Regions from separate parts of the Mus musculus genome. Here region 1 is linked to region 2. A link is a contact called in public promoter capture Hi-C data. All regions are on one chromosome and are shown on one strand. The core of a region is the stretch at or near the end of the contact, and the rest is flanking DNA. Distances in the headings are between cores, read along the strand shown. Region 1 holds the start of Slc35f6 (solute carrier family 35, member F6). Region 2 holds the start of Tmem214 (transmembrane protein 214).

Region 1 (2,803 bases), core at 158-2,657, 220 kb before region 2:
TGTTTCCCTGTCTGTACGATAGCCTCCTATATTTTTGTTCAAGACCCTACTTATAATACATTCTCTACCTCATCTCCCAAAACAGATGTTACAGTCCCTTGAGTGTATACTATACATGTTTACAAGTTCAAGGCAACCAGGAAGAAGTGGTCAAAACACCCTTTTTTTCATACCTGCAGTAATAGGATCTTCAGAAACAGAGGGACTATGTATGGTGGGTCAAATGGCCATCAAGCGTGTTTGGGGGTTTTTGTTTTTACCTGTGGTAGGGCATGAGCTGCCAATCACATGGAACAGGAAGGTAGGCAGCTGGCAGCTGAGAACCCACTCCCCTAGGTTGTTCCCTGACCTCCACATGTACCACATATGCCTTGAAAGTGCCCTCCAATAACACACAAATAAATAAATTTATTTTTTAACAAACTGACAGCCAGTCATGAACTGGAGTCCATCTTGGAGTACACAGTGAGCTGGAAGACAGTCTGGCTTATATAACAAGATCCTGTCTCAAAAACTAATTAATTAAATGCTAGAAGTCCTCTACACACAAACCGAGGTCTGGTCTTTCTGTAGGGATGCTTCTAAACAATATTTATAGGGGTCCTCAGGGGTACGTGGGGAAGCTTAATGCAGGAACTATACAAAAGCCATGGTGTTTTATCTTCAAGTCCACACCCCCAACACACACATATATATAATACACTCATACACACACACACACACACACACACACACACACCACTGCTACTCATAAGCATAACCTTAATCCTTGGCTTCTGTGGTTTCATTTTTCATTTTATTTTAATTATTTGTTTACTTAGTTACTCAGTCTGGCCTCAGACTCCTTATATAGTGGAAACTGGCCTTCATTTTTCAAGTGCTAGGAATGCACACCCAGTTTGTGTTTTAGCTGTTAAACACCCTACTGGAAGCTACAACTCAACTCAAATGCTCCCTTTACTGAAAGATGTGAGCAATTCAACGGGCTGGGATCCCTAGGGACATTTCTCTCAGGACTCCAGTTCTCTGGAGATCCTGGAGAAAAGAGATTCCCACGCTGTAACTATTACCAACTGCCAGTCTCAACCTCTCAAAATTGTTTATAAAATGCTCTAAGATTGCCTAAGCATCTCTACATGACCCCGAGCGCCCATTTTACAAACCGGGAGGCCAAGAGGCTGGGAGCGTACGCTGCAGAAGTACAGGGCTCGCTCAGCATGCATGAGACACTAGCACTACAAAAAGAAAAGGAAGCCGAGCAATGGAAAAGAAAAGAAAATCTGGTAGCCTTGGCCCGGGACCCTGCACTCTGCTTCTCCAGCTCTCCTACCAAAGACCGGTGGCAGCTCCGGGGCGGGGCTAGCGGGCGTGGGGCGTGGGCCAGTGGGGTCATGTGACTCCCGGCCCGGAAGTTCTTGAGTAGGAGACTCCACATCCCGGGTGACCCGGGTTGGAGCTGCTGATTCAAGTGGTCTCTCGTGTCCACCACTATGGCCTGGACTAAGTACCAGTTGTTCCTGGCCGGGCTTATGCTGGTCACCGGCTCCATCAACACGCTTTCGGCAAAGTGAGTCTGGGTCAGACCGGGAGGGACCTGCTGGGCCGGTGGGTGCTGACACCCGGCGCCCTGTCCCCCACCCGTCCGCTACTCTCCAACCCCACCAGCCCTCCACATTACCGAGAGTTCAGTCGCGCTGGTGTGGACGAAGGGGTGAGAGGCCGGGAGAAAGCGGGCATTTGAAGGCCACTTTGATTCGCGGTCACTTCTATCTCTGAGCCTCAGTTCCTCATCTTTGAACCGAAGGGTTGGATCAGTTTCTCCCGGCGGCGCTCTGGCGCTGCGGTCAGAGACTGAGAGACTTCCAGCAGGAGGCTGGGGGCCTGCCTGGGAAGCACCGGTGCTCTTGGAGAGGCCGAGCTGAAGGGATGGGCAAGCCAGGAGGAGGTGGCCATAGGGTCATTCATGGGGAAAGAAAGGGAATAGACAACATCTTGATGCTTAGTTGGGGCTCTTATGTGGGTGGCAGAGGTTTGGAGGCAGGAAAGAGAAAGGCCAGCTCCAAGTTGCTTGTTCACAGCATCAAATGCCCAGCTGGACTTTTTCCCTCCATAATCAGAGGGCACACCACGTCGTTGAACGTGGGAGAACTGAAAAAAGAATCAGTGTGATAAACGCAGAGGTTTATGTGAGGCTGGGAACCACTCTGGCTCTGCTTACAGTGAGAACACCTAGCAGGTGCCATCAAGAGAGGCAGGTGATACAAACCAAAATGAAGCCACAAGGCTGACTGACCCAGAGGATCAAAAGAAAGTGTCTATCTGGAGAAAAGGCTCCTTAACCGAAACCAGAATGGTAGCTGGGTACTTGCACTCTGGTGTGTGGGAGTAAAGGTCTTCAGCTGGTTGGGAGCTAAGGCCCAGGCATCACAAAGCTGAGAAAGTTAATGTGGTCTCCTCCATTGTTGGCAGAAAGGCCTAGCTTTAACTTGACAGTTGTTTGTCAGTTTATCTGCCTCTGCCTCTGCCTCTGCCTCAGGGCAAGGCCTTTCTTTATCTATTTGCATCCAAAATCCTCAGTGTGCATCATCTGTCCTTTGTCCAGTGTGCGTGTGGGCAGCAGCGAACAATGCCCCTCTCCAAGTCTAGCCTCAGTTTCTTACTGGGCCTGGCTAGGAAAGAAAGTTGGTGTGGCGGCTCCCAGTGAAAGGCCTCCAGGCTTGTGCTCTGGCTTTCCTGGGCCTCTGTGCATTGAGAAGCTGGCTGTGAGCCTCGTGTAGCCATTTCATATTTACTTCTCAGGATT
Region 2 (2,865 bases), core at 225-2,724:
ATAGTGGGGAAGCCAGTTTTGTTTCTCTTCCCAACATAGGCCCTCTTCTGTGATGATACCTGTGACAGCAGGGATTGGACAAAGGACCATGTGGTGTCTGAGTAGAGGGAAACAGCATCTGAAAAAGGAACTGACTGCTGATCAGCACAGATACCTTCCTTGCCAAATACATTCCATCTCAGAACCCCTAAGACAGGCAGCTATGGCTGGGCCTAAAGGGGATGGAGGACACCAGAAGGCTGCAAGGGTTGGTCATCCCTCACCTGCCTTCTTTCTCTGTGACCCATCCTTCACACAGGCCTGGGTGCTGTTTTTTAAGGGTCATGTCACCTTTTCCCTCTCCAGTTTCTAGAGTCTAGAGAATAAACTCCAGATTTGGCGGTCATGATCCTTTTCCAATTGTATGAAGTCATGTCGAACTACTTTCAGTTTTGTTATATAGTCTACCACTCTAGACCTTTGCCTAAATTAATAAAGCCATACGATTGAAGCAGTCTCTCCACAAGCCATGATCCCCAACCAATGAAAATTCTCCCTTCCTGGGAGTCATCTCAACTGCCACCTGTTTCAGAAACCACTTCCCTCCCTCTCCTAGGGCTTCAAGCATCCTTCAGCTGAATAATTTACCCTGTAAGAAAAGTGGACCACTCCTTGTCAGTGATGGTTTATGTCTTTAATCCCAGCACTCAGGAGGCAGAGGCAGTCAGATCTCTTGAGTTCAAGGCCAGCCTGGTTACAGGGAGAGTACCAGGACAGCCAGCTCTACACAAAGAAACCCTGTCTAAAAAAAAGTAACCAAGGAGGTTTGGGGGGGATAATGTGTACAGCAGTGCGGGAGCATGAGTTCCACACAAGCACACTAAGCAACATATTTCCTTAAATGTGATATTTTCATTGCTGTTTTATCATTCATCATGCTCCCTAGCTGGGATCATTCAAGTTTTGTAGGCCGTCTAGGGTCGGGACCTTGCTGTGTGATTCTTTCAGTCTAGGGCTGAACATCTGGAACATGGCATGAGCCAGAGCCTGTCCTTTCCTGGCTGCCTCCAAAGGGATCATGGCCTGGCTGCCCCAGACTTTTCTCGCCCTGCCATTGAGCTACTCTACTAAGTTTTCTCAGTCTTTCTGCCGCTCTACTTTTCTCCCCCAAGTCTGCATCGTCCCACTCCTCGGCAATTAAGTTTGTTGGCCGCCAAATACGAAGTTTAATTGCTAACAGACTACTACTTTCTAAGAAGTAAGAACACATTTATTCCTCAAATTCTCCCGAGGTGAGAACTATTTTCATTCCATCCTTCAGGAGCATTGCAAAGATAAGAAAAAAGGGAACAGTCCCATTTCCATGCGGGTCAGAGGCGAGCCCGCCCGCAGGTGCAGGGTAGGGATTTTTGCGCCCCAGGGGCGGAACCTGGCCGCCGCCATCACTCCCCAGGCGCTCGGCGCGGCGCCGTGGCGCGAACGGACTACGAATCCCAGGGTGCCTTGCGGCGGCGGAGGCAGCAGACGTGGCACCGCGCGGAGGTTGTCCGGGGCCGAAAGCCGGGAGGTGGTGGAGCTGAAGTCATGGCGGCCAGATCAGCGGGTAGCGGTGGCTGGGAGGTGGTGAAGAGGGGCCGGCGACCTGGAGCAAGCAGCGGTGGGCGAGGCGGCGGCGGTGGCAGTGACCGCCGGGCGCTCGGGGAGGCAAATGGAGTGTTGAAATACGACCTGAGCTGTGAGTATCCGCCGCCGCCCACCTGGGCCTGTGGGGCAGGGGCACGGCGGACAGCTGCGGGAGCCGGGAGCCGATCCTCGGGAGCCCGGCCACGGTGACTCAGGGACAGCACGAGGAGAGGTGGTCATCTCCGCTGCATAGGTCGGAAGCGGAGGTCCAGAGAAGCCGATTTTCGAGTCTGAGGAGACTGGAATTCCGATCTCTATCTGTCCAAGCCTTTGCACACAACCCTCTCAGCTGCCCCGGCCCTCACTGGCCAGGTGTCTGAGCCACGGAGCAGAGGCATCTGGGATCCTACATGGAGCCCCTTCTTATATAACCAGCAGGTGTGAGAGGAGTGGATGAGAAGGCCAGCACTGGGATGAATAGCCCGACATATTCTCCAACCAGGAGTTAATTTCAGTGTCACCTGTCCCCACAATCTCCAGAGAGGGAGAAAAATTTTGCCACTTGTTGAGTATATAGAGTTGTCATCTCAGAACTAAGAAGAATTGGGGGTGGAGGCCGTGCTGGAAAAAGTGTGGTCTAGTTCCCATATACTTTAATTGTTTAATAAAGAACTGGGAGGGCCTGGGACCTGACTGTGGTGGTTGAAATCAGCCACCCGGAGGGCTCTTTCCTGTTTTTCTAAGCTGCTTCCAAGGAAGAGAGGGCTTGGGCCAGAATCTCCCTCTAAATGACTTAGGTGCCTCTACAAAGAAGAGACCACTGTACAGTGGGATCTGGGGTCTTAAGGGTGGCCTGCTGTTTTCTACCTGTCTTCATTCCAGCACCAATCCAGACTACAAGCACTCTTTATGAGCGTGGCTTTGAGAAAATCATGAAACGGCAGAATAAAGAGCAAGTTCCACCCCCTGCTGCAGAGTCTAAGAAACCGATAAACAAGAAGCAACCAAAGAAGGTGACAGCTGTTCCTAGCCAAAACCAGAAACAGGGCCCATTCCGACGCCTGGAGGACGCACTGAAAGCGGTAAGTGTGCCTAGGCTTGGGGACTGAGAAAATGGGGACTTGGGACACTCAGGGGTGTTCCAGACAATATGGAGATGTGGAAGGAAAGAATGCGTGCACTTAGAATAGAAAGAATGTTGGTATTTGTCAGAAACATAGGTGAGCAGGAAGATGGAAATCCCAAGAACAAGATGGAGACATT

The links. Capture Hi-C pulls out chosen DNA fragments and counts their contacts.
Region 1: a promoter capture Hi-C map of liver shows a contact between it and region 2. The contact joins the promoter of Slc35f6 here to the promoter of Tmem214 in region 2. A contact is called at or near these places in 1 of 39 promoter capture datasets (erythroid cells), 1 of 484 Hi-C or Micro-C datasets (the G1E-ER4 cell line), 2 of 115 datasets of contacts at active chromatin or transcription factors (bone marrow-derived macrophages and pancreatic cancer cells) and 3 of 9 other capture datasets (adipose tissue, liver and pancreatic islet).

Annotation. Positions count from the first base shown.
Region 1 is chr5:30,646,532-30,649,334 of GRCm38.p6, forward strand. Slc35f6 (solute carrier family 35, member F6) reads left to right here and starts at 1,408. Exons shown (of 6, transcript NM_175675.3): 1 at 1,408-1,567. The coding sequence starts at 1,491. It overlaps Mir5625 (microRNA 5625), which reads left to right and starts at 1,405; the gene lies at 1,405-1,484.
Region 2 is chr5:30,868,105-30,870,969 of GRCm38.p6, forward strand. It overlaps Tmem214 (transmembrane protein 214), which reads left to right and starts at 1,475. Exons shown (of 17, transcript NM_144525.4): 1 at 1,475-1,714; 2 at 2,485-2,684. The coding sequence starts at 1,564.